2 separate regions of the Ovis aries genome follow, and region 2 is linked to region 1. Evidence: chromatin contacts called from public Hi-C data. All regions are on one chromosome and are shown on one strand. The core of a region is the stretch at or near the end of the contact, and the rest is flanking DNA. Distances in the headings are between cores, read along the strand shown. Region 1 overlaps LOC105608011 (a long non-coding RNA gene). Region 2 has its middle 35 kb from the start of DLEU7.

Region 1 (3,886 bases), core at 413-2,912:
GCATGTGGAATCTTAGTTTCCCTGACCAGGGATGGAACCTGCACTCCTGACAGTGGAGGCCCAAAGTCCTAACCACTGAACCACCAGGGAATTCCTGGGGCTGTTTTTTAGTTTTCCAAAATGAGAAAAAAAATATCGTCAGATGACTTTTCTGCACCCTGGAAACCAGAGCCTCACCTGGAATCATAATGTAAAGCTTCAGACTCAATCTGGTGGACAGGTTCACCACTCACACATTCTTTCTCACATCTTTATCATTTATTACCTGATAGATTTTCCCTAAAAAAGATATTATTAAAGGCCAACCTCAAACCTTTTAAAAAGTACCTATGAAATGTGATCTACATTCATGATTAAGATAGTGTTTTCAAAATTTTATGAATTTTATTTAACAATTATTATAGTACTTTTTTATGTACCAAGTATAATCCTAAGAGCTTTACAAAATTAACCTATTTAATCCTTAAACTAATGAAACATTTACTATTATTAACCTCATTTGTAGGTGAGAAAATTAAGTCACAGAGAGGTTAAGTAACTTACACAAGGTCACACAGCTAATAAGTGACAGAACCAAGAAGTCAAACCCAGTGACATTGTGTGCTGAGGTCACTAGGCTATGCTGCCTCTATAAAGGGCCTGAAAAATAGATAGATAGATGTGCCGTGCTGTGCTGTGGTTACTCAGTCATGTCTGACTCTTTGTGACCCCGTGAACTGTAGCCTGCCAGGCTCCCCTGTCCAGGGGATGTCCCAGGCAAGAACACTGGAATGAGTTACCCTGTCCTTCTCCAGGGGATCGAACCCAAGTCTCCTGCATTGCAGGCAGAGATAGATAGATTTTTAATATATATTTATCATATATAAAATATATACTGTGTGCTCAGTAGCTCAGTCATGTCTGACTCTTTGCAGCCCCACGGACTGTAACCCACCAGGCTCCTCTGTTCATGGAGGTTTCCAAAGGAATGGGTTGCCATTTCCTACTCCAGGGGATCTTCCTGACCCAGGGATTGAATGCACATCTCCTGCATCTCCTGCATTGGCAGGCAGATTCTTTACCACTGAGACACCTGGGAAGCCCCATAAAATATATACTATATGCATATATTTTTGTGTGTAAATGTTATATTTTATACATGTACATATGTATATATGTGTGTGTGTATGTATATATGAGAGAGAGCAGGATTGTAAGTGCAGTTTTCCAAATGGCCCTCTTTTGGGGTGTTTTCAAAGCATGGCTAAAACCCAGAAAAGCTCTATATAATTTTTCTGTAGCTACATCCTCTTGCAGAGGCTAGAGGACTGGATTCATAAATGTCGGCTTCTCCTCTGACAAATGAGGTAGCTAAATCAGAAGAAATAGTTCGTCAAGTGAGTGTAAGAAGCGTCAGAATGCAAAATTATTATTTCCTGGAAGGCTGACCAGGTAATTTTCCTCTTTAGATCTAACTCTGGGAGGTGTCCTGACTCAGTATTCAGTAAGCTAACTCCGGACTCTTCTTGTGCCTTTTGGACTAAATATAATGCGAGTTTGTTCTGTTCAATAGTTCATATTCTAATACTTATATGCAGGTATAAGTTTAAATTTCTAGGGTCTCACGCCTGCCGATTCACGAAAAAGGTAACGCTCAAGTAAACAAGTGGGGCGTTCTAGCTACTGGTGCAACTGCGCCCCCTGCCGGCGCTTGGCCGGCCAGCCGGCCTCATCAGGGGGGCTCTCCCGCTCCCCCCAGCACAGCGCAAACTTTTAGCCCTTCCCCTCTTTTGCAGCTTTCCAACCAAGCCAAACTGGCTTAGCGCTGCCCTAAGCTAAGCACAAGTGCACTTAGCGCTGAGCATCGAAGGTAAATCAAAGCCTCGCAGCCTTAAAGTATCTCACGGTCTATCGGGGCACACCCGAAGCAGCCCATTAGAATGCAGCTGCAGCCGCCTCCTGTCCCATACGTTTGCAACCACAAGTGGCACGCCAGAGCCTGAACCAAACAGCATAGTACAATGCCCTTTTGTTGGAAAGGAGGACTGTGACTCACCCCATCATTTTCTGTGTGCGCAGAAACCACGGCCTGCACAGGAGCGACCGGGCCAATCGGTCGGTGCTTCGCTGAAGCCCCAGGTTACCTGGAAGCTGTCCCAATAGCGAGCTCTCCAGAGTGGGCGCCAGAGGGACTGCACAGAAAACTCACGATTAAGGTTAACAGGGGCCAGGAGGAGATCTATGCATTCGGATATTAAATTAGTAAGTAACAAGTGCATTAAAAATATGTGACTAAGACCTCTGATGCATTAGTAACAAGATGCTAGCTTAGCTTCCCAACTAGACTTTATTGGATTTTTTTAAAAACAGAATTTTATCTGTTTGTGTTTTTCAAACTAGGCCAAGAGGCCTCCTCGATTTCTAAAATACAAAAATTGTTTCTGTTCCTCTTCTCAAACCAAATCAGACTCTGGACACACCCAGCAGCTCACTGTGTCTTTTAGTTAACTCTCTGTCGCCTTTCACTTTAGAGAAAGTTCTGCTGGTAACAAAACCTGCTATACTAGTCAAGAGGGAAAAGGACTTGAAGGAAAAGGAAGAACATGTTTTTAGTAATTGTTGTCAAAACATATGAGGATAAGAAGTAAAAGAAGTGGAGAAATATGCCACTCCATGCAGGAGTCACTCTGGACAAGTGTTTCCGAGCTATGGCCTATAGGTCAGCCATCACGGCAACCGAAGAAGAATGTAATTACAAATGAGGACCTGTGAGGAATCTCTAAGACGGTTCCCACAAAGGGTACAGTGGAGAAAAAAAAAAAATCTGTGCAAACGAAGAAAGGCAACACTGGAACCTCATGAGAGCAGAGAAGAAGAAAAAGGTGAAAAGGGAGAGAGAATGAGGTGGGAAGCAGAGAGAAGGGGTGACTGTGAGGAGCCACAGGCAGGCTGCATCAGGGTGAACATCTCACGTTTATAATTTAATGTAAATAATGCACGGCTTTGTAAAAAAGCAGGCAAGGAAAGAAGAACTTCAGTGTCCTCATACACATACACACAGAGTCAACATGTGAAAATGCAGACAGTGCAGAAGAGCATAATGTAGAAGTGAAAGTCTCTCCCCCACCAACAAACAGCTATTAATGGCAGAGCAGAGGTGCAAGGGGTCGGGACAGGCAGGAGGCCAGGCAGCCCTGAGACAGCAGCTAGAGGCCAGCCCTGGACATTGTGGTCTAAACCGAAGGCTTTCAGTTAATGGCTTCACGGGAAGCCCTTACACAGGCTTCCCCCACCCCTAAAAATCCTCGCCTAATTCTCAGCAAATGTAAGAACTGTGGCCAAAAAACGACAGCCACCTCCCTATTTGATTTAATCAGAAAAACAAACAAACAAACACACCACCTCTATTTTTATGCATGCCTGATACGTTAAGAATGCACCTGAAGCAAATTTGAACAGAGAGCATTAAGCTTTGTTATGTACTTACACTGAGTGAACGTGTGTGTGACAGACATACAGATGTCACTCTCAGGACCTGGGTCAGGTGGTGTGTGGTAGAAAAAGCCGGCCAGTTACGCCATATTTATATCTCTGTCCTCTGTCCTAATTCACAGGAGGTGACTGTGGGAATAAAGATGAAGCTGGAGAGCAGGAGGTGGTGGAGTAATGTCTTATGCCTGGTGATAAATGAAAATGCTGAATTTCCACAGGTATGTTAGGATTTCACACGTCCCATAGAGAGGTTAAGATAGCATTTTCTCATATAGTGTTAACATAAAATAGTTAATCCTGAACAACGATGAACATATTCCCTATTAAAGAAATAACAATAATACTATTTATGTAATAAATCATGGATAAGAGATATTTATCAGAAACAGAGTCTCCTTTATACAGTTATAAATGA
Region 2 (3,886 bases), core at 804-3,303, 830 kb before region 1:
TGCCGGTGGGTGCTGAGATGAGAAAAAGTTGTAAGAGTCTTCAGTGACACATATTGAAATGTAAACCCAACTTTTTACAACAGGAGCCAGCAAACTTTTTCTTAAACAGCCAGATTGTAAATATTTTAGGTTTTGTAGACAATACAGTCTCTCTTGAAGCTACTCAACTCAGCCATCATAAAGCAATATGTAAGCAAATGAGCATGGCTGTGTTTTAGCAAAACTTTATTTATTAAAACAAGGAACTGTCCTATAGTTTATTGATCCTTATAGTAGGATTTCCTATATAAATCCTATATAGATAGAATTTTCTCCTCTATAGTAATATGGAGAAGGAATTGGCAACCTACTCCAGTATTCTTGCCTGGAGATCCCATGGACAGAGGAGCCTGGTGGGCTACAGTCCACAGGGTTACAAAGAGTTGGACATGATGAAGCAACTGAGTATGCATGAATGCTCAATATATTACCTACTCAAAATTGATATGAAATATTTAAATATATTAAAGGGCATTGAAGCAACAATGATATCCATTGAGGCTATTTCACTCAACTTTTTATATCTATTGCAAATGTATCTTTTAAAACTTCTGCTTAAAATTCATCTTGACAGTGGTGTTAAGGCAACATCCTGTTCCAAATGCAGGCACCAGCCCAAATAACACAGGTCTGCTCTCCTAAAGTTTTGGTTTTGGCTCTGGTTTTCTTAGCAGTCAGGAACACCTGTTATATTATTTGCTTAGACCTTTCTGACCTCTGTTCAGTTGGACCAAATGGCAGTTATTTCCAAATCAGATTCTCCTCTTCCAATTGCTCCCTTATTGTAAGCTCCTGAGTGAGGAGGCCTCCGTTAGCCTTTCATCAGCATCAGCAAGAGCCTCAGTGTCTGAGGGGCTGCTCTGGATTTAAAGGATGTACTGTAAATATTTCCAGACATATTTCCAGGAAAAATAGTGGGCTTGCACGTTTTCAGGGTCTAGAGATCCCCTTGTTGACTTTGCCTTCCATCTTTCCAGAAAACCATGGCTGGCTGGTTCCAAACCCTGATGACCCCCGTGAGGAGAATTACAGCCCAAACTTGGGGGCACTGATCTCACTGCCTCCTGGCAGATAATGAAGGCATTGATAATATGGTACCTTGCACACGGTGAGTCTAGGTAAGGTTATTGTACTATTGAAAATGGGGTACCAATGCCAAAGTGAGTTTACAGCATTTAAAAGATAATAATAAATCAGTTGGAAACCCTGTGTGTGAATATGCTTAGCTGTGTTCAACTCTTTGCGACCCCAAGGATTGTAGCCTACCAAGCTCCTCTGTCCATGGGATTTCCCAGGCAAGAATTCTGGAGTGTTGCCATTTCCTTTTCCAGGGGATCTTCCCAACCCAAGGATCGAACCGGCTTCTCTTGGGTCTCCTGCACTGACAGATGGATTCTTTACCACTTAGCCACCTGGGAAGCCCATACTGGAAACTGAGAAGTTATTAGTATCACCAGGGGAATAGATGGATCTAGATTTCTCGGATCCCTGTGAATGGAACCTTGACCGTCCAAATCTGGCAAGCAAAATAGTGCAACATCCTGCTTGGTGTGTGGCAGTATGGGGGCTTCGAGGAAATTCAAGGTCTATGGTCCCAAGGTTCAATGTTGTTGGGCCAGAATTTTTCAGAATTTACACATGTAACCCCATGAGGTAGGCCCATACTCATTGAAAATTTCAATCACCATTGAAACCCTAGCACATGCAAGCAAGGTGCTGGCGGGCCCAACCTGTGAAAATGTGCAAGGCCTGGAGAGAAAGGGATTAGGTATTTCTACGCCAACCAGTGGAGGTCAGTGTTGAGTCACTGATCGCCCGTGCTAACTGCATGCAGAAGTTAGCACAGTAGACAAGCAGAAGTTACCTTGCTCCTAGAAAAAAGAAAAAGGACACTCCAAGAAGAAAACTGTGGGGCTGAGACACACGTCGAAGTGTAAAAAGCAGCTCTGTGCTGCTGAAGGACGACGGCCAGGTGTAGCCTCACGCTTGGGAACTGCCTAGTGACAAGCTGTGTGGAGGGCTGAGCATGTACCCAGAGCTGGCCCTGTCTTTTAAACTGACTACTTCCTGGAAGCTCTCTCAGCTGAGACATTCTGGGATCCCAAGAGAGCATTCTGATCTCTTCATTATCTCAGTGAGTTTTTAAAAACTAGGAGAGGCTGGAAGTTGCTTCCCAAGGGTAAACTTGCAGGCAATATGTTTCTTAGGGTCATGATCCTTATTTCTGTAAAGTTTAAAAAGCCTCCTCAAACATTCCTGCCAAACAGGGAGTCCAGCCCATTGCTGGCTTGCTCGTGGTCACTCTCTGGGTGGGCCACCCTGATTAATCTCTAGACATCGCCCAAGGAGAAATTGAGAGTATGAGGGAGGAGCCGGGGTAGTGAGCTCCAAAACTAATCCACTAACCTCGGAGGGGAGGGGAGCTGGGGGCAGCAGAAAACTCCAAGAGGCCATTGACGCTCTTGTGTTTCTTCACCTCAGCTCACTCAATGGCCGCAAGTTTTATCCCCATCATTTGAGAATTTGAGGAACTGAGTGGAGTATTTATTCAAATCAAATACTCAAGCCCTTGGAGTTTCATTCAGCGTAATCATTTTGGTCGTCATTATTAAAGTGACTTGGCTGGACTGGAGGGCAGGCAAAAGTTTTGGTGTGCAGGAAAGCCCCACTTCATATGGGTTTAACATCCATGTAGGTAGTGGGTATACCTTCAGATGCTTCTTTTTCTTCATCAAAGGGCCGCTAAGGAGGATGGACGGAAGCTCTCTCTGTTTGTTCATGCCTGGGGTGTTGTAGCAATGAGTTACTCACAGGTACCCTATCTGGGTGCTCTTTATTCCTCGGAGAGGGTGAGTCCTGCATAAAGCTCTGACAAGCAAAGGGCAGTTTTTGAAATGGCAGCGGAAGGAGTGCTTCTTCTGAGTTTGGTAACCTTCGTTACATGCCTATATGCTTTATTTTAAAAGACTTTCAGTTTCTTTTTTTACGGCCAACCAGGGCTGGACACTGGTGATAGATATTTCTCTTCTGATGTGGTTTCCGTGCCCTTTAATCAGCAGAAGCTGCCCCTGTTCTTTTCCCACCACAGTCTTCTGAGCACCTATGCCTCTGTTCCTGCCCCTTTCTGTCTGCCACACTCCTTGGTTTGTGTCCTCTACCACCTACTGCCCCCAAGATAGCCAGCCATCTCTCCTGAACGGTGAAATTCCATTCATTCTTCAAACCTCCTTCAAACGTCACCTCTTGCATAAGGCCTTCACTGTCCCTGCCCAGCCTTTTTTTTTTTTTTCCTCCAGGCAAAATTAAATCATTGCCTGCTCAAATTAAATCATTGCCTGCTCAAATTAAATCATTTCCCGCTCATCCTCCCCTTCAAAGAGTGTTAGGGGCATTTTGTTAGTGTATACACACATATGTGTGGACAAACAGCTAAATAGAAAAACTTAAGCAACGCAGGAGAGAGATCATCAACCCCCCCCCCCCATTGTTGCCATTGGGAGAATGAAGACAACACAGTACAGGCAGTAATCACAGAGTGAAAGTGAAAGTCGCTTAGTCGTGTCCAACTCTTTGTGATCCCATGGACTACACAGTCCCTGGAATTCTCCCAACCAGAATACTGGAGTGGGTAGCCTCATCTCCAGGGGATCTTCCCAACCCAGGGATCAAACCTAGGTCTCCCGCATTGCAGGCAGATTCTTTAGCAGCTGAGCTGCAAGGGAAGAGGAAATCACTCCAAAGAAGTGGTGAAATGAGGAGACAGTTTTTCTAGATCGTTTGTAAACAGAAGAATTTTCAACTGCTGTCCCCAAACCAGCGGGGCCTATAATACCACTCCTCCATAATA

What was found. A called contact is a pair of places that touch in the nucleus more often than the background predicts.
Region 2: a Hi-C map of hypothalamus shows a contact between it and region 1, with 4 times the contacts expected there. The contact joins two enhancer-like sites. A contact is called at or near these places in 7 of 16 Hi-C or Micro-C datasets (blood, hypothalamus, liver and 2 more).

The regions. Positions count from the first base shown.
Region 1 is chr10:19,758,712-19,762,597 of ARS-UI_Ramb_v3.0, reverse strand. It overlaps LOC105608011 (a long non-coding RNA gene), which reads left to right. Exons shown (of 6, transcript XR_006060930.2): 4 at 2,059-2,241; 5 at 3,594-3,689. Among named protein-coding and RNA genes, the nearest start is that of SPRYD7, 13 kb to the right of the region's middle. Within about 2 kb of position 1,662, at least 38 of the 54 cell types and tissues checked have an H3K27ac peak or open chromatin away from gene starts, as enhancers often do. A contact at or near this core is called in hypothalamus, where this site is marked.
Region 2 is chr10:20,590,313-20,594,198 of ARS-UI_Ramb_v3.0, reverse strand. No RefSeq gene overlaps it. Among named protein-coding and RNA genes, the nearest start is that of DLEU7, 35 kb to the left of the region's middle. Within about 2 kb of position 2,053, at least 11 of the 54 cell types and tissues checked have an H3K27ac peak or open chromatin away from gene starts, as enhancers often do. A contact at or near this core is called in hypothalamus, where this site is marked.